Linked DNA regions of Mus musculus: regions 1 and 2 are each linked to region 3. The links are chromatin contacts, called in public HiChIP or PLAC-seq and promoter capture Hi-C maps. All regions are on one chromosome and are shown on one strand. The core of a region is the stretch at or near the end of the contact, and the rest is flanking DNA. Distances in the headings are between cores, read along the strand shown.

Region 1 (3,283 bases), core at 400-2,899, 1.1 Mb before region 3:
ACTGTTGCTGCTATTTTTATAGTTGTTATTGTTTTTGTTGTCGTCGTTATTATTGTTGGTGCTTCTGCTGTGGTTGCTGCTGTTATTGCTGTAGCTATTGTTCTTTCAGGGATTCTTCTCAAGAGAGAACGCTGACTTTTGCAAGAATCAAAGCAGAGGGAACCGTGTGGATTTAGAAAGTTTGACTTTTATCATTCTCTCTGATTTGTCTGAAAGTTAGATGATAACTTAGATTTGGCTTGCTATCTTCAGTTACTGTGACGGACTCCATCTAGATTTTTCCTCTGCTCTGTTAGGTGTGGGGATTGGAGGAAGTCTTGCGTGAGTAAGTTTCTGAATGAATGGGTATGACTGGCATGGGTGTGGTCATGTGTGGAGGACTCCAATGCCTTTGTCCCATGCTAGTGACAAAGCATTAACTGGGTGAGACTCAGAGGGATGGCAGAGCATTCCTTAGGGCCTGAGTACAAACATAACACCAGACACCACTGTCTCAAAAACTAGCAGCGGCTGCTTCCTCATCCTGGGTGATATCGGTCAGAGACTGCTTGCCTATAGCGACCTCCTATCTACACTAGCCATCCTCTCCATGTGCTGTACATAATAAACATACTGTGATTCTGGGTTGCCACAGCCATAGATATAGCTCCATGTCTGACTGGACACCAGCTTTTCTGAATGTCTGTTTATGTGTATGTCCTGTCTTCAATTCCTTGCAGCCCCTAGTTTGGGTTTCTGGACTTAGGCCATTCAGGTAGAGGTAGTAAGGACCCAGACCAAGAACTTAGACTTCTTCAAAAGCAACAGTCTGAAATTTTATTAGCTACTAACTAACCTGTAACAAGAACTTTCCACTCTAACCAAGGGAAACTATTTTCCTCTTCTGAACTCTGCTCATACTTTCTACATTTCCAATCGGCTCTCTAAATGAGGCCTAGCCAAAATTCATAAATGTTCAAATACACTCCCTAAACTTTTAATGTTCTTTGCTGAGGTCCAGCCTCAGTGTGAGCAAGGTCCCGAAAAGGCAGGAATAGAAATAGTGCTAATTCAATAGTAACTAGGAATCAGTAGTGAATCCAAGCTGTCAGTTCAAATACCCTCTCTGTTCCCAGGATTCTCATCATCCTTCCTTCTTCTGCTTTCTCCCTTCTCATTCTTTTTCCTTATCCTTTCTCATTCTTTTGTCTTCTCTCGACCAGAGATCCTGAACCCAGTCGCTTATTTAGGATAGTTACACCATAACAATAATGAAAGCTTTGATCATTATTAGTAATATTTTTAGAAATCCTTAAATTTCCATAAATATTATGAATCATGAATATTTGATTCCAACCTCTGTTTTCTTAAAACAGAAATTAAACCAAAGCAAAAACACACTGGCTTATGGGATTACACAGCCTGTTCTTCACGAGCAGCTGCGTACAGATCTTGTGGTTTCCTGGTACAGCAGACAGCTGTCTTTAGTAACTTCTTTCATTTAAAAACAGAAAGGTGACAGACTACTAAGGCTGAAAGGATTTCTTAAGAAGTATTTTTATATACATTGCAGCCTTTGCCCTTCTTCTGGATTCCCTCTCCCACAGTTCCTCACCCTACTCCTCCTCCCTCTTGCCTTTGAGAGGCTCTCAACAGGCCTGCCTCTTCCTTCCCTGGGGCCTCAATCCTCTTGAGGATTAGGCACATCTCCTCCCACTGAGGTCAGACCAGGCTGCCCTCTGCTCTATATGTGCTGGAGCCTCTGACCAGCCCATGTATGTTGCCTGGTTGGTGGCTCAGTCTCTGGGAACTCCCTGAGGTCTGGGTTAGTTGACACTGCTTGTCTTCCTGTGGGGTGGCCCTTTTCTTTAACTTCTTCAGTCCTTCCCCTAATTCAACTATAGTAGTCCCTGACTTCAGTCCAATGGTTGGGTGTTAGTATCTGTGTCTGTCTCAGTCAGTTGCTCATAGGGCCTTTCAGAAGATAGCTATGCTAGGTTCCTGTCTTCAGTCTCTTCTTCAGTTTTGTCTCTGAAGTTCTTTTAGACAGGAACAGTTCTGGGTCAGAAATTTTGACTGTGGGTTAGTAACCCCTTCCTCCCTCTTGAGGTCCTGTCTGTCTACTGGAGGTGGTCTCTTGGAGTTTAGTCTCCCCATTGGTGTGCATTTTGGCTAAGGTCACCTCCAATTGAGTCCTGAGAGTCTCCCAAGTTCTAGGTCTCTGGTACTTTCTAGAGAGTCTCCCCACCTTTCACCCCTGAGGCTGCATATTTCCATTTATTCTCCTGGCCCTCTGTGTTTCTCTCCTGTTCCCCCCCACCCCAGTTCCTGATACTGTTCCCCTTTTCCCCTTTCCCCTCTCTTCTTCCTCCCAGGCCCTTCCCTTCCTCTGCCTCCTGTGATTATTTACTTACTCTTTCTATGTGGGATTGAAGCATTCTCTCTTGGCTCCTTTTCTTGTTACACTACTGTGGGTTGCATCCTGGGTATTTTGTAGTTTTTGGCTAATATTCACTTCATATATGTCCTTTTGGTTCTGGATTAATTCACTCAGGATGGTATTTTCTAGTTCCACTGATTTGCCTGCCAAATTCATTATGTCATTGTTTTTAATTGCTGAGTAGTACTCCATTGTGTAAATGAATTACATTTTCTGTATCCATTCTTCTATTGAGGGACATCTGGGTTCTCAACTTCTGGCTATTATAAATAAGGCTGCTATGAACATAGTGGAGCATGTGTCCTTATTACAAGTTGGAACATCTTCTGGGCATATGCCCAAGAGAGGTATTGTTGGATCTTCTGGTAGTACTATGTCCAGTTTTCTGAGAAACCACCAAATCGATTTCCAGAGTGGTTGTACCAATTTCCAATCCTACCAGCAATGGAGGCGTGTTCCTCTTTCTTCATTTCCTTGCCAGCATCTGCTGTCATTTTTTGATCTTAGCCATTCTGATTGGTATAAGGTGGAATCTCAAGGTTGTTTTGATTTGCATTTCCCTGATGACTAAAGACTTTGACTATTTCCTTAAGTGTTTCTCAGCCATTAGAATTTCTTCTGTTGTGAATTCTCTGTTTAGCTCTGTACCCCATTTTTAATTGGGCTATTTGGGTTTGGGGAGGTTAACTTATTGAATTCTTTATATATTTTGGATGTTAACCCTCTATCAGATATAGGATTAGTGAAGATATTTTTCTCCAATCTGTAGGTTGCCAATTTGTCCTATTGACTGTGTCTTCTGTCTTACAGAAGCTTTTCAGTTTCATGAGGTCCCATTTATCAAGTGTTGATCTTAGACCTTGA
Region 2 (3,223 bases), core at 686-3,185, 1.1 Mb before region 3:
CTTCTAGTGAATGACGTGGAAAAAAAAGTATGTCCCCCTAATACCTTTACAAAATACCATTACGTAGTACAGGTAAAACATTTTCAAATTGAACTTAGAAAGTCAGTGATTTCTGGTTTTCTAAGAAAAGGAATGAAAAGCAAATGTCTAGGCCGTCTTCTTTCAACCAGCATAAGGCAAAGATCCTTTGCTCTAATTCTGAAAAAGGGAACCTGATGGTCCTCAATTTTCTCAAACTTTGAACCTAGTCTACTTGGTACAGTCTCACTTTGAAACTCTGTATAGGCCTGGCATGGGTTGCGTCTGCTAATAAACACCATGGCATGGCCAGAGACTTCTATCAGGAATAACCAGAGAAAAAAATCCCATCACACTGGAAACCCCAGTAGTATTTAAAAGGTTTTTTTTTTCTTTTTGGGAAGATGTGTAATCCATGGCTCCGCACTTACAGACCCTCATCAGCAGGGTAGACAGGTACATTTGCTCAGAGCAATGGGGAGCTAAAGAGACAGATTTACAATGAGACTTTTGGTGATGTCAAAGTTACTATCCAACCGCTGGGTCAACTGGTATGCCTGTCACTGTTTAATAAAGACAAGAAGCCAATCACTGGGCGAGAAGGAGGTGGGCCTTCCGGGTCTGAGAGCAGAAGAGGGAAGGCAGGAGGAAGGGAATTCCTTTTGGACGATGAGAGAAAGGCAACCTAGATATGGGTCGGGCCAGTTAGTTCGGGTGGCAGAATCTACCAGTATCTGCCACTAGAAGATTTCTAACAGAATAATTGGTGAATTTAGGATGGTAAATTCTGTGCCCAATGATTGTGTTATCTGTTGATTCTAAACTAAGATTGGTGTTTTCCAGCTCTCGGCCATTCAGCTGAGCACCAGGGAAAGGTAAGCACAGTGAAGCATTGGGTTGGTGAGAGTGTACCCCCAACTAGCTGTGGAAATTTGGGAGTACAGATCAGGTTTCTGTTTGTTAGGAGTAATCCGTTCCGATTTAATCTCCTACTGAAGCCTAAAATTAACTAAGACAGAAATGGCCTTATGCCTGAGTCTCATGTCATTCATACCTCTCCCACTAGAATATGGTTGGCCCCAGGGCCTCCTAAGCTGTTGCTTGCCCAGGAGGCACTTGTGTGTGCCCAGGTGCCTTTGTAACTTAGCTCCACTCATCTCCCAAATAAACCCGGAGGAAGCAAGACATCTTTTGAATTGCTTGGTATGGAAGGTGTGATAAGTCAAATCTTCGAAGATTGAGTCTCCAGAAGGGGCTGCTGCTCATTATGTCAAGAGGCTGATCTTGTACCTGAACCTTGCATGTTCCAGGGATAGCAAGCTGAGCAGGTGAGGTCAGGCCCCATAGTGAGGAGGGCTGAGGTTTCCTGTGGGGAATGGTCAAGTGGAAGTGCAAGTATAGAATACAGAAGGGAAATGAGGAATCAGAGAAGCTGGAATTTCATTAGCTTTTGCTCCTCTGTTGGGCAGGTCAACAGATACAAAATACAACTGTTATGTGGTTAAGAGGGTGAGGAATTCAGGATGACTGCACGGTCTGAGATGCACCCTGTAGATTTATCCTCCCCATTTCTTGGCCATCTCCTTTAATTGGCCAATGTCTTCACCTGGATGGGACTCGGATGCACTCCCTAAGAGGCAAGCCACAGACACCACAATCTCCTAAAATCTAGGGAGGGCAACAGAAACTAAAGAACAGAACACTCCCCTCCCCCCAACCAAGACAATACCAGATATCAACACCTAAAATTACATTCACCTCTTACAAAGACACCAGCATAAAAACATAATCAATAATATTCAGGACAATATGTCTCCACCAAAGCCCAGGAACCCTCTTACAGAAGACTCTAAGAAATGCAGTATAGCTGAAGCACAAGGCAAGGACCCCAAAGTAGCCATCATGAGTATGTTCACGGAACTGAAAAGAGGATGTGAATAAATCCATTCATAAAATCTATGAACAGTCAAACAACGAAAACTGTTCAAGACATGAAAATGAAAGTAAAATCACTAAGCAAAATACAAACGAATCTAAAACTGGAAGTGAAAAACTTAGGAAGTCAACAAAACAATCATAGACCTGCTTTACCAACAGAGTATGAGACAGACTTTGGGCATTGAAGAAAAGGTAGAAGAAATGGATGCCCCTGTCAAAAGAATGTTAAATCTAAAATTCCAAGCACAACACATTTAGGAAATCTTGGATACTTTTGAAAGATCAAATCTATGAATAACAGGAAAGGAAGAATGAGAAGAAACCTAGGTCAAAGGCACAGAAAATATTGCCAAAATATCATAGAAGAAAATGTCCCTAAATCAAAGAAAGCACCTCTCAAGGTACCAGAAACCCACAGAACATCAAATAGACTGGACCAGAAAAGGTAGTCCTATCATCACATAATAATCAAAACATGAAATGTACAGAACAAAGAAAGAATATGAAAATCTGCAAGGAAAAAGGTAAGTAACATATATAAAGATGAAAAAAAAAAGATATTGCAAGCAAAGGGGCCCAAGGAGCAAGCATGTATAGCCATTTTACTATCTGGCAAAATAAAACTTAAAACCAAAAGTAATCCAGAGACATAGAGGACACTACACACTCATTAAAGGAGAAATCCACCAAAAGGACATTGGAATTCTAAACATTTATGCACTAAACACAAGGGTAACCAAGTTCATAAAAGAAACACTACTACAAATAAAATCACATATTGACTCTCACACAGTGATAGTGGAATGACTTCAGTATTGCCCATCCAGACAAGAACTAAACAGAGAAATGCTAGAACTAACTTGTTTTAAGTAAAATGAACTTAAAAGATATATACAAAACATTTTACCCAAATACCAAAGAATATATCTTAGTAACTCATGAAACATTTTCAAAATCGACTACAGACCACAGAGCACTGAGAGAAATAGACTCTAGTCCAGTCTATTTGATGTTCGATGTGCTTCTTGAATACAAAGAATTTCTCAAAAGATATAAGAAAAGTGAAATAACAGATGCATCCTGTCTGACCACATGGAATAAAGCTGGAACTCAACAAGAACAGGAAAAACAGAAAGTTTATAAACTCATGGAAACAGAACAGCTTCTCAATACTGAATGATAAATGGGTCAAGACAGAAATTAGGAAAGAAATTATGAACTTTGTAGAATTGATTGAAAATAAAAACACTCATACCCAATCTTTGGT
Region 3 (3,082 bases), core at 565-3,064:
GTCATACACTGTAACTTAGTTTTTTAAGATTGATTTTTTTTTTCTTAGAAAACACAAGAACACACCAAATTCTTTTTTTTTTTAATTCTATAATTGATTTTAGTGCTAGGTAGTAGTCCATTGTGGTAGATTTACTAGAGCTATTGAAATGTAACTTATTTGCTTTCAAGTTTTGGCAATTATGAAAAGCTGCTGCAAAAGTTAAATACAGTAATGGGAGAGATGGCTCAGTAGTTGTTCTTGCAGAGGACCTGGGTCTTGGCACTCATATGGTGACTCACAACTATCCATAACTCCAATTCCAAGAGATCCCATGCCCTCTTCTGACCTCCATGGACGCCAGGCATGCAAGTGGTGCACAAACGTGCAATCAAAGCACTCAGACATATCAAATAAACCTTTAAATTTTTCAGATACAGGAGCTGGAAGTGTGAGTCAGCTGTTAAAAGCACATACTGCTCTTGCAGAGGACCCCAAGTTTGGTTCCCAGACTCACACCAGACAGTTCACCTGTAAACTCTAACTTCAGGGGACCTGATACCTTTCTGTGGCCTCTAGGAGAATCTGCACTCTATTATATACACACTCGTAAATAAAACAAACAAAAAACTTAAGGAAAAACAATGTACAGGAACCTGAAGAAGATAGCTCATGGTTCCTTCAGCAAAGTGCTTTCCATGGCAACATATGGATCTGAGTTCAATCCCCAGCACTCATACAGAAACAAACAAACAAAACTGGCCATGGAGACACCCCTGGTGCCTCTTGCCTTGGCCAGACAGCTTAGTCCATTCCACAAGCAAAAGGTAAAAGTAATACCTTGTATGGAAAAGAAAAAGATGCATTGTAAGAAGGAGCTAACTGGAGGTGGGCTCCTGGCCTCCCATATGTGGAGTTTTATACACACACACACACACACACACACACACCCAATCCCACCCGGAAAGAACTCCAAACAAACAAACAAACAAAAAACCCAACTTAAGTACATGTGTTTATACACTAGATGTATGTTCATTTGGGTACATACCTGTATGTGAAACTGATAAATCATACAGTAACCATAAAGGTTTTGCATTCTTTGCAGGAATGTATGTGATTTTCAGTTAGTGTACGTTTTTGTTAACATCGGTGAATGTTTGGGATTTGGGGGCATTTTATGTGTACTCTACATCAAAGTTGAGTTCCCCTAATGTCCTTTGACATTGAGCATCTTTTTAATGCTTATTTGTATGGTGAGGTATCTGGTAAAATGGCTGTGAATTTTCTTAAAGTGGTCGTGTGTATGGTTTAATAAGACTCCTTTATCGTGTCTTTTGTGGCCCTCTCTCTGTCTTGTCATATTTATCTTTTGACAATAAGGGATCACTGGACTATCGTGCAACTTTCTTCTTAATGACACCTGCAGCAACACAGTTTCTGCTTGGGGTTTCAACTACTATTTTCGAGGGCTACAAATTAATCACGTTTCTTCCTCGACAGGCTGCTGTGGTGGACGAACGATAATTTACCAGTGGTTCTGTCACCGTGTCACCTCTGAACCCACAAAGCTTGCAAAGGCCACTGTCGCACACAGCGCTATCTAGCGGGCCAAGCGGTCTCCGCCCTGACATATAGCAGCTATGACCGCCGTATTATTTTTTTTAAGGGCTCTCTCAGAACTCGCTCAGAAAGCAAGGCAAAAGTGCCATTCCTTCCGCCCGCGGGCCTCCGGGATGGTCGTGCTGCGAACCTGGCATGCTCAGTAGAGCTCAATGCCCAGCTGGGAGGCTGGCGCTCGCCCGTGCACACAGCCCCGGGGCGTGAGCAGAGGCGGAGACAGGGGCGGCCGCAGCCTAGCACCACCCCAGTAGTCCTTAGAGGAGGACCAGCGGCCCCCGGAACGGCCTCGGGAGCGCGGGTGTCGGTGCCGCTCACCTCCCGGGAGTCCAGCGGCGGTGCGGACCCGCGGAGGTGCGAGCTGGACGCGGCGGGAGGCGGCAGGCTGTGGGGGACCTGCGAGTGGCTGGGCGCCACTTCAGCACCGAACTCCGACCGGTCCTCGTCAGGGCCCAGGGCCGTCCCGGCCGGGCAGCCACGGCGAGGCGCCGCTCCTGACGTCCACCGCCCGTCCTTCCTCACCTAGGCCGGGGTACTTGGCCGCGGGAAGGCCTCTGAGGTAAGTCAGCGCGGGGGTCGAGGCCAGGGGCGCCGCCGCTAGTTTCCTCAGAAGCTGGTTTCCCGGAAGGGGCGGAGGCCGCGCGATTTCTGCGCGTGGACCGGAGGGCGGGGCTCGTTGTTTCCGGAAGCCGGGTGGCGGGCGGGACTTCAAACGTTCCCGGAAATCGAAAAGCGCGGAACTTGCTGTCATCTAGCGGGAGGTTGGACTCTTCTTGAGGTCGTTTTAGCTCAAGTCGAGACTGAAGGTGCGCCGTAGCCATGGTTACAGAGTGACTATGGAACGATTATTTTGGTAGGAATGACAGCTTCTTGAAGCTTTAGGACCCCAACAAGACTACCTAAATGTAACCTATCAACCCTGGACCTACCAGCTCTTTAAAAGGGTCTATTCCTGTTGTCTTGGGGCAGCAGGTGGCAGAGCAGTCGGTAGCTTTCATCGTTATTTTTGAGGTGAGCTGGCAAATCAGGAGTGATCTACGACCTCAACGAGAGACCAGTGTCAAACATCCAAGGCTTCTCTGGTCCTCAGTAGCATTTGCATTTATGGGTTGCTGCAGACCTTTTCTGAGTTGTGAAAAAGATAAGCCACATCCTCCTCACCTAAGCGTTGGACAGAGCCCACTGAGGATGGATGGTGCAGCCCAGGGTGACTCATTCTTTGTGTCTTGCAGATCATTTGATTTTCTTGCTCTTTTACTTTGTGCAAAGAGTTGAAGCTGTTTTAATCAAGAAATTCCACAAAAGACCTTTAGGAAAGTATTCTTTCTTAACACATGAAGACTCGATGGTAGAGTGAACTTTGGGATGCAATGACTTAATTGTGTAATTCTGTAGCCCCTGGAAAGATACTACTAAGGCTTGTGAGAAAGGTGAACTATCACAGCTGTATTGTATGTAGAAATATACTAGTCTTATTGAAAAT

Evidence for each region. Promoter capture Hi-C pulls out the DNA fragments that hold promoters and counts their contacts. HiChIP or PLAC-seq counts read pairs in DNA pulled down with a chosen protein or histone mark.
Region 1: a contact with region 3 is called in a promoter capture Hi-C map of pre-B cells, with 2.9 times the contacts expected there. The contact joins the enhancer-like site here to the promoter of Ripk1 in region 3. A contact is called at or near these places in 3 of 39 promoter capture datasets (the 3T3-L1 cell line and pre-B cells), 1 of 484 Hi-C or Micro-C datasets (embryonic limb bud) and 2 of 115 datasets of contacts at active chromatin or transcription factors (extraembryonic endoderm stem cells and pancreatic cancer cells).
Region 2: an H3K27ac HiChIP or PLAC-seq map of large pre-B cells shows a contact between it and region 3, with 21 times the contacts expected there. The contact joins the enhancer-like site here to the promoter of Ripk1 in region 3. A contact is called at or near these places in 3 of 39 promoter capture datasets (cranial neural crest, embryonic stem cells and hippocampal neurons), 2 of 15 datasets of contacts at CTCF or cohesin (embryonic stem cells and large pre-B cells), 15 of 484 Hi-C or Micro-C datasets (the Ba/F3 cell line, the G1E-ER4 cell line, the N1E-115 cell line and 10 more) and 5 of 115 datasets of contacts at active chromatin or transcription factors (astrocytes, embryonic stem cells, large pre-B cells and 2 more).

What each region holds. Positions count from the first base shown.
Region 1 is chr13:32,927,827-32,931,109 of GRCm38.p6, forward strand. It overlaps a transcript of Serpinb1c not described here. Among named protein-coding and RNA genes, the nearest start is that of Serpinb1c, 31 kb to the left of the region's middle. Within about 2 kb of position 1,650, at least 93 of the 459 cell types and tissues checked have an H3K27ac peak or open chromatin away from gene starts, as enhancers often do. A contact at or near this core is called in pancreatic cancer cells and pre-B cells, where this site is marked.
Region 2 is chr13:32,906,431-32,909,653 of GRCm38.p6, forward strand. It overlaps a transcript of Serpinb1c not described here. Among named protein-coding and RNA genes, the nearest start is that of Serpinb1c, 9.9 kb to the left of the region's middle. Within about 2 kb of position 1,936, at least 26 of the 459 cell types and tissues checked have an H3K27ac peak or open chromatin away from gene starts, as enhancers often do.
Region 3 is chr13:34,000,549-34,003,630 of GRCm38.p6, forward strand. It overlaps Ripk1 (receptor (TNFRSF)-interacting serine-threonine kinase 1), which reads left to right and starts at 1,815. Exons shown (of 11, transcript NM_001359997.1): 1 at 1,815-2,158. It also overlaps a transcript of Serpinb6a not described here.